4 separate regions of the Mus musculus genome follow, and regions 1, 2 and 3 are each linked to region 4. The links are chromatin contacts, called in public HiChIP or PLAC-seq maps. All regions are on one chromosome and are shown on one strand. Each heading gives the region's core, a stretch centred on a gene start, on an enhancer-like site or on the middle of the called end of the contact. The rest is flanking DNA. Distances are from core to core; before and after follow the strand shown.

The links. HiChIP or PLAC-seq counts read pairs in DNA pulled down with a chosen protein or histone mark.
Region 1: a contact with region 4 is called in a FOXA1 HiChIP or PLAC-seq map of pancreatic cancer cells. The contact joins two enhancer-like sites. A contact is called at or near these places in 2 of 39 promoter capture datasets (3T3-L1-derived adipocytes and liver), 2 of 115 datasets of contacts at active chromatin or transcription factors (embryonic stem cells and pancreatic cancer cells) and 1 of 9 other capture datasets (pancreatic islet).
Region 2: an HNF4G HiChIP or PLAC-seq map of pancreatic cancer cells shows a contact between it and region 4. The contact joins two enhancer-like sites. A contact is called at or near these places in 4 of 39 promoter capture datasets (3T3-L1-derived adipocytes, embryonic stem cells and liver) and 1 of 115 datasets of contacts at active chromatin or transcription factors (pancreatic cancer cells).
Region 3: an HNF4G HiChIP or PLAC-seq map of pancreatic cancer cells shows a contact between it and region 4. The contact joins two enhancer-like sites. A contact is called at or near these places in 20 of 39 promoter capture datasets (the 3T3-L1 cell line, 3T3-L1-derived adipocytes, the C10 cell line and 14 more), 1 of 15 datasets of contacts at CTCF or cohesin (the NIH/3T3 cell line), 4 of 484 Hi-C or Micro-C datasets (bone marrow-derived macrophages, cranial neural crest, embryonic stem cells and 1 more), 9 of 115 datasets of contacts at active chromatin or transcription factors (bone marrow-derived macrophages, double positive thymocytes, embryonic basal ganglia and 4 more) and 2 of 9 other capture datasets (adipose tissue and embryonic stem cells).

The regions. Positions count from the first base shown.
Region 1 is chr10:98,681,891-98,685,745 of GRCm38.p6, forward strand. No RefSeq gene overlaps it. Among named protein-coding and RNA genes, the nearest start is that of Gm40750, 120 kb to the right of the region's middle. Within about 2 kb of position 2,436, at least 156 of the 459 cell types and tissues checked have an H3K27ac peak or open chromatin away from gene starts, as enhancers often do. A contact at or near this core is called in pancreatic cancer cells, where this site is marked.
Region 2 is chr10:98,659,573-98,663,257 of GRCm38.p6, forward strand. No RefSeq gene overlaps it. Among named protein-coding and RNA genes, the nearest start is that of Gm34297, 120 kb to the left of the region's middle. Within about 2 kb of position 2,424, at least 22 of the 459 cell types and tissues checked have an H3K27ac peak or open chromatin away from gene starts, as enhancers often do. A contact at or near this core is called in pancreatic cancer cells, where this site is marked.
Region 3 is chr10:99,626,538-99,630,302 of GRCm38.p6, forward strand. The region is part of intron 1 of Gm20110 (predicted gene, 20110); the gene reads left to right. Among named protein-coding and RNA genes, the nearest start is that of Gm20110, 19 kb to the left of the region's middle. Within about 2 kb of position 1,369, at least 18 of the 459 cell types and tissues checked have an H3K27ac peak or open chromatin away from gene starts, as enhancers often do. A contact at or near this core is called in pancreatic cancer cells, where this site is marked.
Region 4 is chr10:99,122,208-99,126,254 of GRCm38.p6, forward strand. Poc1b (POC1 centriolar protein B) reads left to right here. Exons shown (of 12, transcript NM_027740.7): 3 at 2,624-2,795. Among named protein-coding and RNA genes, the nearest start is that of Galnt4, 16 kb to the left of the region's middle. Within about 2 kb of position 2,339, at least 11 of the 459 cell types and tissues checked have an H3K27ac peak or open chromatin away from gene starts, as enhancers often do. A contact at or near this core is called in pancreatic cancer cells, where this site is marked.

The DNA of each region.
Region 1 (3,855 bases), core at 1,186-3,685, 440 kb before region 4:
AGTCATTTAATCAGCAAAGAAAAAATAAATAAAGCATTCCTCTACATAAAATATTTTCAAATATAACAAAAATTAATGATCGCTATTTGCCCTGTCATATCACTTGCACTAGAACTACTATCTGTTTTGTGGCATTCTTTGCCAGGCACACAGGAGATCATGATTGGTGGTATTTATGATAGATCCATCCTGTGCTTGTCCATAAGGAGAATTTGCTGAAGATTAAAAGTAAATTCAGAACTAATTGACTGCTAGCCAGAAGCTATGTTGCTGGGACTTCGAAACTACACTCTAGAAAGAAAATGACTAACCAGATCTTGCCAAGGACCAACCCAAAGACTCAAAACCAATCTCTTGACTTGCTTACAACAAAACCAATCAGGTAGAGATTGACTTCAGTATTTTAGCAGTTCCCTAAATAAACCTCTCATTATGAAAACTGTAGTTTGTTGCCCTAAGTTGCCCATTTTGAGCTATCTATGAACAATTACCTACTGAAAATGAGCCTGAGGCTGGTGGAGGCTGGGAGTAGACACTAGAAAACTTTCTCAACTAGAAAAGAGTGCAATGTATGAAATGTTGGTGACAGAAAAAAATGAAGTGGGTAGTCATGCTGTCCCATGTCACATTGGCTTCTTGTTCTCATCTCTCTGTTAATACCCACCTAAAGCCAAAAGTAGGAGTCATTATAGCTCAAGTGTGAGGCTTAGGTACCCCAAGAAACCTAAGGACTGTGCTTGTCATTCAAATTTGATGGGCAGTTATCAGAGAACAATCAACTTCCTGATGACCTTTGAGTATAATGTACTCAGAGGCATTGAAAGGACAGGATTGGTTTCCTTAAGGGTTCATATTGAGCTTTCTGACAAGATTCAGCTCTGTCAGGCTAGGCGTTTTCTCTCCCCTTTACAATCTATCTTTTTTCTTTTTTGAGATTGCTTTTTCTGTCATCCCCCTTTACAAAGTCTGACAAAGATGATTGCTCCATGATAGATTTCATTTATATTCCCTAATATCTACTTCTCTTTCACTTTGAGTTAGATGTGAGATTACACTTTCCATGGTCTGCTGAGGTTTTATGTGAAAATGTGATCGTGTGACCAGTGCCGGCTAAGGTAAAGTGAACGACACTCTGGACCAATGCTTTCTTAGCTTGAGTTGTGCTTGCCTTCCTTCTAATCTCTTGCTATTAGAACCCCTGAAACCTGGATATTTAATGCCATCATCACAAGGCAGTAATCCCTATGTGATGGTACAAAGCGAAGCACTTTAGGGGACCAGGAATGTAAAAGAAAGTTTAAGGTGGTTACTACAGCCTAATCTAGACTATAATGTCACATACAAAAGAGTGAAGAACATTGCCCAGCCCAACATCATAAAAATGATGGCACTATAACTCATTTAACATGCATTCCTTAAGCTCTTGCAATGAAAACTAGGATCTAAGGTGGGAGGATGGAGAAAGGAGAATTCTGTTGACTACAAAGAGCTCATTGTTAAACTGAAAAGGGAGAGAAAGTAATAATTTTATGAACACTTAATATGGAATAGAAGATTTGAAGGATCTTTGTCTAACCAGTATGCAGGTAAAACTTAGGAAACTGGTCCTGCCCGGTTCTTAATGTCGTCACTTCAAAAATTAACATGACCTATTTGCATGACTGTGTGTGCCTAGGCAACCTCTTAAAATGGAACGAAAACTTGATTTCTCTCTTTTAAAATACTGGATTGTGATTGATAGCCAAAAGTGGGCGTGTCTATGTACTCCAAATTCTTGGCAAAAACAACCTCCCAGGCAGTAGCTAGTGACAGACCTCTGGCCTTGCTGCTACAAGTTAGAAACAATGGAAAAGGAACCACTTCCCTGAAGCCCAGACTCCTGAAATGTCAGCCATTCTACAGATGTCTCTTTAGGTACAACGGGTCAGGAATTGAACTAGGTTCCTGGGTTGGACCAGTGAACAGAGCATGCTCCTAACCTCATTCCACAAGCCAACAGATACGGAGTACTACTGCTATTTGTTGCACAATTGCAAGTATTTAAAGAGCTATCAAAGAGATTTCTCTGGACCAAGCTGCGGATGGACCACTACCGGTCTTTGTATGGCGATACTGAGATTAATTAACTAAATTGAATTCAGATGAACCTAGAAGACAAAATGAAGATTACCTTTAAAGGGGACTGTGAATTAAACAGAAGTCCCTAGGATAAAATCAGTTCTCCATAAATCCTAGCTATTCAACAGTGGCATGGAAATGTTTGCTTGTGGGATAAAAAACAGCCCTCCGTGCTGAGGGAGGGGACCGGCTGTTTTTACCATATACTAGTTCTTGCTTTACCCGAGTCACTTCTCTATAAATATGAAAACACTGTGCTGGCGCTTCACAGTTGTGTTTTTATGTTTCCTCTGACATCTCTCGAGTCAGCCGTAGGGGGAAGCCCCTTCCTTCCTGCCTGCTTTGTTTTGGTTTTGTGTTTCATACCTTTCCTGGCAACAGGGTCAGTGTAGTTCTCTGGTTACCATAGAATCCAGCTTGCCCTCCTAAGCGAATGTCCCAGGGAAATCAGCAAAGTACAGGAAGAGACACACTAAAAGTCCCTCACGCTCGCCCGCCCGGATTGAGTCAACGGGCACATTCCATTCACACTCGTCCAAAGGGCTTCTAGGTGGGGTCCAAGCTAATATGAGTGGCAGCTTCCAAGTTTTATTGCTTCAAATTCCATGATCTGTCAAATTGGTTTTTTATCTTTCTTTGCAAGATTGTAAGCAGTTTAAATGAGTCTCTTTATTTTACTATTCTTTCATTTGCTGACTAACTCCTTTATTGCTTCTTAAATGAACTCTGTGGCACTTTTAACTTATTCCCCAGCAAAAGGGAATTGGAAAAACGTTCTTGGAGAAAATGGTAAATAGAATACAGAGTAAGAGCGAAAAACAGACTCCATTAAGAGTGAGCATCGATGGGGAGAATGAAAACCTGAGCAGATATTCAGCAACGAGCCATCAAGAGCTGAGATTAAAGCAATGCAGATTGCACGTGCAAAAAAACATGCATTTCTAGAGACGGGAAAAAAACTCGCACTTTCTCAGACCATATTTTGTATAATCCACTAATAACCTTCCAAAGAAACTTTTTTTTGTTATTCTTATATTTTGAATGGCGAAATAGAAATGAAAGGGGTCACAAAACCAGAAAGCACTTTTTACAGGGCTCCAAATCCCTCAAGAAAAAAAAAATAATAACATTTTTTGTTATTTCACTGCCTTATGAAATCAATTAGAACTTGATAGCCTCTCGGGGAGATTAAATTTTTTTAAAAATACAAAAGAAAGGACAATGGGGTCACAATGGGGACACGGCACAAATGCAAAGTTACAAAGAGACAGAAGCACATGGAAAAAACAAAACAAAAAAAAAAAAAAACAAGATTCTTTGTTCCATTTTCCGTGCAGAGGATGGTGCCCTGACATTCAGGGAACCAGCTCTGTGCTTTCTCTTGGTGAAGAAAACATAAAGTTCCCTGGAACAGGCCTGGGGTTAGTAGACACTGTGTCCTGCTACAATAGCAATAGCCATCGATAAACAACCACTCACAACTTTCTGTCTTGGTTAAGCTGTTATCTTCGTCTGTAAAAGGCAACGTGGGCTTTTTTTGCGGTGCTTTTAAAAGAAAACAGTCTGCCTTTGATGGAATGTCATCTTTAAACTTTGCTTAGGAGTGTGAAGGCATTCTGTCAATATCTTGGAAACGAAATCTCTGAGAAGCAGGTTTCTGGCCCTAAGTTACATTATTTACCATTGACTTTTTTTTTTCTTGTCTACAAAGCAAGTGGGGATTGCAAGTAAGTTCCC
Region 2 (3,685 bases), core at 1,174-3,673, 460 kb before region 4:
AGACTTCTTAGTCCTTTGATTAAATTCATTCTGCTCTTTTGTTTTGTTTATATAGCTATTGTAAGTCTGACTGCTTTCTTAATTTCTTCTCCAGATGTCCACAAATGGAATATAACGATGCTACTGATTTTTTATGCTGGTTTACATGCTGCAATTTTGCTAATTTTCTTTATTAACTCTAGTAGATTTTAGTGGAGTCTCAAAGGTTTTCTACACAAATCGTATCCTCTATAAAGAATGACAATTTGGCATCCTCTTTTCCAACTTAAACACCTTTCATTCTTTCTCTTCCCTATTTGTTCTAAATGAACTCAATTTAATCTTGTTTAGTCCTTCCCCCTTTAGATTTCAATGACCTCACAATTTGAAAATAAGACTTAACTATTTTTTACATATACATATCATTTATTCTACTGGATACGGAGCTCCATAAGGATAAAGAGAGCTTCTTTTGCATTTTTATTAAAGACATGATACTAAAAGGATTCTGGATAGAGATCCAGAATAAGAAAAACCTGCAGGAGTTCCAGACAACCATAAGCCTTTTCTAGATTTCCATAAGTGGCTGACCCTTCTTCCTGAGTTGTTCTTCTATAACCCATTCTTTGTCCTGCCATCTTATATAACTTACATTTAAATCAGCAAGCTTTGATTATAAAAGGGCCAAGCAGTGCATCTCGCTGTTGTGATCCATGTGGCTGGTACAGGTTGTACGTGTTCAATTTTTCCTGAATAATATGTCAACTGCTCTTGGCACAGGCTTGTGAAACTCTTGTTTTAACAAATATCAAATTGTTCATTGAATTTATATTACACTCTATCATTTTAAATGGTGGTTTTTATCTTTCCAAAAGGCCTGGAATTAAATGACTTTTTCTCTTATTATAACTAATATCTTTCAATCTCCTCCTGTGTCATTGCACCATAATGCCTGTTATCCACCTTTAAAAATCTGAGCTCTCTTCCAAACTCTAGTTCACATAGCTCAACTTTTATAGAAATCTCTCTGAGACTTGAACAAAAGCTAGTTATGAATTCTTCTATCTTACACTTAGTAGTGCAATTTGAAATAACAGTGTGTGCTTACACAGTTGCCCCACCCACTATGAAAGGAGTTCTATTCAAAGAGCAGAGGTTGTCTCAGTTGTCTCCTTAGTCTTCAGGTATTGGCACACAATGAGCATTCATAAAATGTTTTTGTACTTGTATCATGACTATTCCCAACTGAGAAATGCAGTCACTTCCCAAGACCCAAAGACATGTTTGTCTCAGACTTGGTCAGATAACATCAGGCCAAGAAGTCAGGGAGTGGCAGTGAAGAGCAGCAGCCAAGGATCCTGGTCAAGAAGTGCAGAACTGGTTCTTTGTGCTATGCTCCAAGCACTGGGAGGCAATAATTGCCTTTTCATTCATTTTCTAAAGAATGGAAAATTGCATGTCTTGCCAAGTGGCCTTGCAGATACTTCCTCATGCAGATTAAGCACTCAGTGAAAGCAAGCTGTGGGCAGGTATTACAGAGATTAGCTTGACTGTGGGTGGCAAGCCGCTCAGACTTGATGCTGCACCTTGTTTACACTAAGAGGGGAGAGGAAAGGAAAGGTCTAGGAAGGGAGGCAAGAAAAAAACCAAAATGGAAAGAAAGCACTTTGTTCTCATCTAGAAGTGCATGGAAATGCCATTCACAGAAGGCCAACGTGAAAGAAGTGAGAGACAAAGGCCTGAACACTACTTGCCCCCAACCTTTTATTCATAGCATCCATGGAGGTCATTGTCTTCCCTAACCCCACCACCTTCTTCTTCCCCACCACCCAGTCTATCACAAATGTATCCCTGCCTTTTAACAATGTCTATAAAAGAGAGAAAAGTCTACATGAACATGCCCAGAAAACCAGAGGTGAAAATAATTATAACCCACTTGTGAAGTGCAGGTTCAACTCCAATGCTTACATTCATTAGAAGCTGTCTATCTACAGAAGTTACATCTGTCTGGGGACAGTTTTCTTTTTGAAGTATAAATTCTGTATATTCCTCGACACCTAAATGTCAAAACTTAACATCTAACTTCAATACTACTCGCTCAGATTAGAGAAGGGAGAAAGTCGCAATGAAAAGTAGCATATCTATCTTTAGGTTTGAATTTTTTTTAATTTTGGGGGATTGGTTTGGAGGACATGTGATGTACATGCTCCATGGCCCCTTCTCTGCATCACCTTGTGAAGATCAAGATCAACATCTGTTTCATTGATCTGACTAGAAGAGAGAACTGTATGCAGAATTCAAGCCAAAGAGAAACCTATTCAACAGGCCTGGAATACCCAGGCTGACTTTCTACAGTGATTAAATTGCCCACATAACTCTTTAATCTCCCTCCTAAATGCTATCAAAACAGAACTGTATCCCTGTTTTATCAGCTATAAAAGAGAGCTTACTCACTTAAATAAGCAAAACTTCATTCTTAGTCCTCAGAGCAAGCCTGGGAGTGTGGTCCACACAGCAGGAAACTGACATGTGAGGGCTTTTGGCCATGGACCATCTCTACTGTTAGATTCTGCCAGAAAAGCTATATATAAATCCTGAAATTCACTTTTGGGGGAGTGTTGCTGAGCTGGGGAAGAAAAATTGAAAAATAAATGAAGAGATCAGTCCACAAGGTTATACAATCATCTACATAACAGCACAGTGATTCAGAGAAGACCAGAGATCAAGCCTGACTCTTCTGACCTCATTAATTAAACTCTGAAAGACCTTGTGTTAATTTACATTAACCTCCATGTCTTCTGAGCTCATCTTTAAAGTGGAATACTTTTCTCTACCTTGATCACATACTTCTGGAAAAAGTCAAAATACAAATGTCCGAAAATTATTCTCTTTGCTGTTATTACCGATGTATTCTGAAGGTAAATAATTGATGTAGGCAAAAAGAGATGGGTGTCTACAAAGCCCCTAACCTTTCTGATGTGAGATATATCAGGCTCTTATGTACTCAGTCAGACTAGAGGTTCATCCATTACATAGGACACAAACCATCTGAGGAATCCTCCAATTTTCAGATTCAAACTTTCTTGTTTCTTTTGGATACCCAGTCAAGGAATAGGGATTTTTGAAAAATACATGTCAGAATCGGGTGATGGTAGTGTATGCCTTTCCTTTAATCCCAGTGCTTGGGAAGCAGAGCCAAACAGATTTGAGGGCAGCCTGGTCTACAGAGTGAGTTCCAGAACAGCCAGGGATACACAGAAAAATCCTTTTTTGAAAAAAACAAAAACAAACAGATGGATGGATGGATGGATACCCATCCGTATGGTTGGTGGGCAGACAGATATAGGTACATATAGCTATAGATACAAATAGGTATAAATACATATAGATGTGCCAAAAACAATGTATGTTCTCTTTCATTTCAGGTTCCTAGCTCCAAAATCTCAGATGTGAGTCTATACCCTGGGGTAACTATAGAAACCAGGAAAATAAAGAGGAATTATTGCAATGGGGGGAGCAAGCAGAAAGGAGTGGCGGGGCATAAGTGATCTGAAAAGGAAAATGGGGCTTTAATTATGGAGGAGAGGGACACACATATAGAAGGAGAAAAGAGGACAAAATAACAGTAAAAATATCTGAGAAAAGTCATAAGGAGTCATACTATTGACTATCCAAAACAAAAAACAAAAACAAAAAACAAAAAAAA
Region 3 (3,765 bases), core at 119-2,618, 500 kb after region 4:
CACCTGTGTCTCCAGGGCAAACTCATCACCTTCTTCGTTCTGTTATGATTATAACTGTCATTGTCTTACTGCCTCGTGTTGAATAAATTCACTTTAGGTCCTTCTCTTCCACTGAGACTGAAGTACTGGGGGTGTGGGGATACCAACCAGGCCTTGACTCTTTAGGATCAGCACAGAACAAGGCCTAGGTTTGTTACAGGATGGGTTCAAGATGAATGTACTCTTTTGCTTTCAGTTAGCATACCTGAATGGTGATCATAAAAACATACATCCCACAGTCTGATTCCTAACTCTATAAATATTGCCCCGTAGAAGAAGAGAAATCTCTCCTTAGGTGGAAAGGAGAAACCTACTGTGGGTGGTCTAAGGAGAAGACTTTTGGTATGAAAAGAGAAACACAAAGGACAGGAGACCTGAGTGATGGGGCCTCAAGCCAAGGAACGCCCAGATCTATCAGAAGTTCAAGAGGCAAGGGATGGGTTCCAGGGTTTTGGAAGAGACTCTGGCTCTCATCAGACCTTCTGAACTCCTGGCCTCTAGAGCTACCAAAAACCAAAAGTTTATTGTCTTAAGACATCCAGTTTGTGGCAATTTGTTTCAGCGTCTCAAGAAAGCCATGCTAATCTCTTGTGGTAACATTTCTGAAGTTAACTTCCTGTCAAAAGTGAAGAGGTCTTTGGATGGACTAGCATTGGGGAGGTTACACATACAAGATTTTTCCCGAACAGCTTTTCTGATCCTGTACAAGACAAAGGTGCATTGTGACCACCAAGGCTCTAGAATTTCTCAGCATCTTGGGCCACAGGATGTGCCTTTCTCATCCTGTGAAATGCGTGTTACCATAGGTCTATAGGCATTGATGTTCAGCGGGACAGAACTCTACAGTCTGTGAGACTTGGAGCCCATTTATAATCCGACAAAGTAGGGGCCTTAGGGAAGGTGCAGAAGGCATTGTTCCCGAAGTGTGCACACAGGAAACCAGCCCAAGGAGAATGGAATGCCTTTGCAAATATCTAATGTTTGCTTGGCACAGCTTGTCCGGTTGAGCTTTGCAAAATCTTCCTCAGGCTTTGTTTTCCTGGTTTCTGTGGAGCCAGTTCATGTCTCAAGGCAAGTCGGGGCTGGGCTGGCTGGAAACCACTGAGGAATTAGGTGAGTTTACTTGGTCTCCAGGTGCATGACAAGGAATGGCCAGTTCAAGCTATCATGTGGGATATTAATGCTTGTCTGGGGTACCCTTTCCCCTCTCGGTTATTAGTTTTTCTTCCTCAGTATCCTGGATTCTCTTTCTCTTAAATGTCAGTAACAGCTCAAGAGCTTAGGATGTAGCTCGAGATTTAGTTGTCTATGAAAGAATTAGTCATTGTATTTCTTTTGGCAAACCCATCATCATGTAACCCTGCAGCAAAATGAAGGGGAATCAGGAAGCCCGAGGATTTGACCTTATAACAGAACAAACATGGCCTCCAGCAATTAAGTTCTGGGATGGCTTGAGATGTTAAGAAGTAAATAGGTCTACATGGCTTGATTTATTAACCTTTTCGAGTTATAGGCAATATTGAGAAAAACAACTCAAGCTCATGAAAATAGTTGCGTGAAGAGAAAACCATTTCCAACTATTATGCTACTTTAGCAAACTAAATGGCGGGGGTGGGGGGAAGTAGAAGCAGAAAGTGCTAGAAATATTGTATCTCCTTAGCTTGACCTAATAAAGTCTTATTTATTTATTTATTATTTAATGTGTTCATGCTTGTGTGTACATGCATATGAAAGTTCACTCGCACCCAAGTGCGCATATGGCGGCCTGAGGTCAACATTGAGTGTCCACTTCATTGTTATCCACTTATTATTATTATTATTATTATTATTATTATTATTATTATTATTATTATTTGGAGCTAGAGTCTCTCATCACTCTGGCTAGCCTGACTAGTTAGCAATCCCTAGGGTTACCAGTGTCTTCATTTCCCAGACCCAGGACTACAGGTGCATGCCACACCACCACACTCAAAAGTTTTAAAGATTTATGTATTAATTGGATGCTGAGAGCTGAACTGGGGTCCCCAAGCTTCCAGGGGAATCTCTTTAATGACGGGGTTATCTCCTTAGTCCCTGCTTTCCCTGTTGAAAACTCAAATTATTTTGTGGCCACTCCCACTTGAAAGATTTCAAGACTGCATGTCTTAAATTACAGCTACTCTCAGACATCTCAATTAACTTTAATTCCGCTTTTCTCTAACGTCCCATCAGGTTATCTGTAGTCACCTTGTCTTCTCAGTACTTCCTGTCCTGACTTGGTTCCTATGGATTTGCATTTATTGCCCAAGAAGCTTAGTGGAAATGACTTTTTATTTTTTCAAATTTGTATGTTCCATATTTTTCTCTTTTAATGAACCACAGATAGATGGCTTTTGTTTAGAATGACATCTTTTTGCTCAGAGATGAGGGTCTCAATAGAACCTCAGCCCTGGGAGACATCACTCTACCCGTGTCTGATGTCTCACATTCATCTTTGTGGATTCTGACCTTAAGGTTTCTGCAGACAAAACCTAAGCACACGGATCCATATTACCTCCCCCTCCCTCAAACTTTTCCCTCATAGTCCAATATTCAGCAAATATGAAGTCTAACTTGTGGTAACTCAGAGGTATTTCTTTTCTTTGAAGCAGCGAGTTAGCCTGCTATAATGGATGTGAGTTCGCATGCAAACATGTGTGTGAGGAAGTGATGTGCATGTATGATGAGACATAAACCATAGGATATCTGCTTTCTTACGAACCAGCCAGATAGGGCCTTTATGTCACTTGAATGTGGGGTTCAGTTGACACATAGGAGAAGAGAGGCCATGAAATGAGGAAACTTGGAGTTTATGGCTGAGTTAATGGGCTACCTCTCTTTGCAGAAAGAAGGGGTGAATTTCTACTTTATTATCTTGGAATGTGAACGCCAAAGGTCTCTGTCATTGGGCCTGATGCTATGGCTTAAATCATACACTGAAAGCTTAACCTCTTGTGGTATTGAGGGGTCTTTGGGAGACAGGCAGGTTATATGGTCAACACTTTTGTGAGGAGAACATATGCATTTGTAAGAGAAATGCAAATGAGCTTGTTTGCCCCGGCACTGTGAGAGGACACACTAAGAAATGACATTTACATTGAAAGCATATTCTCACCATATGCTCAATCTGCAGCCCCTTAATTTCTGCCTGCAGACATGTGAACAATTCTCATGTTATTTTTCAATCTACTCAGTCTACATTATTTTACTGTAACAGCAGAAAGGGATAAAGATGTTAAAAGTACCACAATACTTTGATTCAGAAATCATTGTTTTCTGCAGTTCCTGCCCAAGAAGAAACTTGAATTAGTTCTTGATGTCTTGGCTAAGGTTAAATGGAAACAGCACAAAGGATTCTTATATAATGTCTTGACATGAGCGTTTACTCTTTTGTCTTAAGTATAAAGAAAGAGAGTGGGGTATGTAGATCAACTGTAGCGCACTTGTGTGAGGTTCTAGGTTTGAGGAAAAACACCACAAACTTTCTGGCAGAAAAGGAAATAAAGAAATGACCTTCCTTAGGGGAAGGACACTGGTTTAAAGAGTCCTAATATGAAACTGTGGAGTTGCAGAAGAAACTGAAGTCTAGGGGAAGCACTGGCCCCCCAAGTGGCACAGAGTATGATGAACTTAGACTCATATATCCTTGGGTTCAAAGCCACACTCCGCCATTTGGCTATTTGTTTTTAGAAAGCCAAGGAAGACTCT
Region 4 (4,047 bases), core at 1,089-3,588:
CAGGATCCTTCTTCTTTTCATCAAATCCGCTAACAGACCCCATAGTTTCTACCCCTCCAATTTCCACAGCCTCAGACCTTTTAAGATCACCGTCCCATCCAGACTGCATAATGGTGATAGCGGAGTCGGTTTCTTTCTTATGCTCCCTCCCTGTTTTCTGTGAGATATGCCTGTTGAAGTAACCCTAGAGGCAAAAGCTTCACCACCAGGAACTCATTGTCAGCTTTGAGTTACTTGAGATTAGTAATTCAAGGAGGAAAAGTGTTTGGCCTTCCAGCTGTGGAGGTTTCTGTTGGTGCCCGAGTCACCTCTGTCACTTTGGGGCCTGTACTATTGTGATATGTCACAGCAGCAAAAGAAGTTGCTCCCCTCTTGGTGACTGGGAAACAGGCAGGAAGATCTGGTGTCCTAATACCCCTTCAAAGTCTTCCCCCTTAACCTAACCCCTGCTACCGGGACCCACCTCTTAAAGATCCACTACCACCTAATAATACCACTGACCAAACCTTGACTATATGGACTTAGCTGAAGTTTCTTACAGAATTCTTCAAGTCACTCTGTTTATGTTGGATAAACTTAATGCCTACGTTGCTGTTTCCCTGTCATCTATATAATCTGTTTTCCTAAGTTCATAACTTACTTCCTAATTTGCTTCTTAGGCATTATATAAGTGAGACTTAGTTATGCAAGGACTACTGCATAACCGTATCTACTTTGTGTGATGGGTAATGAGTTTCTAGTTTGGAATACTTTGAACAGTACTGCTACAAACACTGACATGTTATTTGTGAAATGTACATAGTTCTGTTTGATGTACAACTTGGAGTGTAGCTGCTGAGTTAAAGGATAGGTGTATATTCCACTTCTGATACCAGCCGGCATGATGGGAGAGTTCTGCTCGGTGCATGTCCTCAGGGACTGACCTACTCAGTGTCTCATTCAATGTGAACGTTTGGATAAGGGTGTGTGTGTGTATGTGTGTGTGTGTGTAGTATGTGTGTATGTGTAGTGTGTGTGTGTGTGTGTGTGTGTGTGTGTGAGAGAGAGAGAGAGAGAGAGAGAGAGACTTACTTTGTAGCTCAGTCTGACGTGTAATGTACTCTTTGTAGCCCAGGCTAGACTCTAAGTCATGTATGCTCTTTTTGCTTCCAACTCTTGAGTGCTGGGATTGCAGACATGATCAATCATGCTCAGCAAAGTAGTGGGAGGTTTTGTTTTATTTTGGGGTTCTCTCTCTTTTTTTCCTTCCTTTCTTTGTTCCTTCCTTTCTTTCCTTCTTTCTACAGCAAGGGTTGAAGCCTGTTGAAATATACAGCCTTGAGAGGCCTGAAACTATGTAGGCCAGGCTGTCCTCGAACTCATGAAGATGGCCTGCTTCTTCCTCCAAGCACTGGGATTTAAAGGCCTGTGCTGCCACACACTGCTTACAGTGATAGATTTTTTTTTTCAAGGAACAAACTTTTTTTTCATTTAACTGCAGCACAAAATGTCATTCTCTTTATGCTGAATAGTTTATATATGCTGTTTATGCAAACTTAGCCACCCTCAGTCAGAAAACTACTCTAGGTTCTCTCAAAGCTTACCATGACATTTTATCTGTAATGCATACAGAATGGATTCATGTGAAAAGGGAAATCTCTTCTCCCATGACAGTGACAATTTTCCTCTCCCAGATCATGAAATACCCTCTTTTCCAAACCCAAGTGCAGTTTCATACTACACTTGGACCAAGGTATGTGTGTTTGTCTTGCCATGCCCTCTTGGCCCTGCGAGGCCTCGTTGTTGGGCCTGTTCTGGGATGTGTGTATAACAGAACTTGTTTTGTAGGCATGAATTAAATCCACCTTTGTCAAGGAATTTATTTCCGCTCTTGATCACATTCATATTTCCTCCACTTAACGATTTTTAAGCTAACCTCTGACTCAGTTCTTTTGATTAATCATCAAGTGTCATAAAGTTACAGAGCAGAAACAGATTTTTAAGGTCATCTCACCGAGCTTTAAAGCGTTTCTGGTTCAGTTGACAAAGGTAGGGTGTCTCGGTGGGTGATAGTGTCCTAAGCTTACCCATCCTGTGACTGTGGGAGAGAAGCCACACTCTTAGCTCAAGCACACAGAAACTTTTAGGAATGAGGATGCTGTGATCTATACAACACGTCTTCAAATGGTTCAAGAAAAAAAATGTCTCTGCATACACACGTGTTCATGTACAAAGAGAACCAAAGACAGACAGATAAAATATTAACAGGTGGGATTGGGCTAAGGGTGTAGTAGTGCTATTTAAGATATGACTTCTGTGTGAGCTCATATCCACATAGTTTTTTTAAGTACCTCATTTGTCCCTCTGTAACACTGAGGGAGGGTGACTAATGCACTTTGCTCCAGTGTGCTCCTACTTGTAGGGCACAGTCCCTGAGCTTGCCTAAGTCACTGCGGCTAGTACCCTGCTGGGTAGCAGGGCACTACCAACTTAGAAGACCCATAATAAAATTTAAATATTTTTAAATAATAAAATATTTCTGTCATTACCTGGCCAGCCCACAACCCCCAAGTTCTCTGTCTTCTTGTTATTGATAAGGCGTGCGTGTATCTCAACACCGGCCTGTTCTCCTCTTTCCTGACAGCTACTGCTTCGTGGGACACCTTTCTCATGCTATGGAGTTTGAAGCCACACGCTAGAGCTTACAGATACGTGGGCCACAAGGATGTTGTAACCAGCCTGCAGTTCTCGCCACAAGGAAACCTATTAGCCTCTGCCTCGAGGGACAGAACTGTTAGACTGTGGGTTCTTGATAGGTAAGAGGTGCAAACACTGATGGGGTCTGGGTTGGAGCTGTGGAAGGTGCTGAGGCCTGCCTGCTCTTAATGCACCTTTTGGGGCGATGTTTCAACTCCCTAGGGACCTGTACTCATTAGGGTCACAGATATACTGCCCAGGTTCTATTTTATTTATTTGTTTATTTATTTATGTATTTAGGTTTGTTTGTTTGTTTGTTTGTTCCCATAGCTGAGGATAGAACCCAGGGCCTTCTGCTTGCTAGGCAAGTGCTTTACCACTGAACTAAATCCCCAACCCCACTGCCTTGGTTTTAAAGACAAACTATTTCACACAAGTTTCTCAAAATTCAACTCAAAATTATGCCCTCTTTTTGAACAATCATTTGTAACCTGGAGATATGCACAATATGTCAGAAGCTTTGGGAGATGGTTAGAAATATCTATGTAAATCCGAAAGAAACACAGTGGAGTATATCAGAAGTTCATTATTAGCCCCACAGTCCCTGCCCAGCCAGGGTTTTTAAGGGCCCCAGAGACCCTGCTGACACCCCTGTGCCTGACACCCCTATGCCTGACAACCCTGTGCCTGACACCCCTGTGCCTGGAGCATCCTTTGATTGTTATCATTCATTTAGGAGCTCTAGAATCTTCTTGTTTAAAACATTTCCGACAAATACATAAATCATTGTTGAGTATGGTGACATATACCTGTAATCTCAACACTGAGAAGAAAGACACAGTTCTGAGTTCAAGACCAGCCTGGTCTATAGAGTAAGTTCCAGGACAGCCAGGGCTACACAGAGAAACCCTGTCTTGAAAAGACATTCATATATATTAATATATATATATATATATATACACATACATATATATATATACTATATTAATGCATTTGCTGAAGTTATATTATTTGATAATAGATCTTCTGTTCAGACATGAGCTGATAGCCTGTCTATTATAAAAGTTTTGTAGTTAGGATATCTTTTAAGTTTTAAATTCTAAGTATATAAAATTTCACAGATCCATAAAAAATGAATGGTCCCACTTTCTCACTGTACCCACCAACAACTTTAATAGCTGCCCTTGTTGAGCCATCCTTGTATCATATAGACCTCCAACTTCTTTAGATATTTTTAGACTTATATTTTCTAATAATCCCATATGTACTGCCACTTTCCTCTGTCCTGTACCAGAGGATTGGAGTGTCAGCATTTCTCTTGATTCTGTTGTGGCAGGTTTTGATTTGCAGTGTGTAACTAAATGGGCCAGG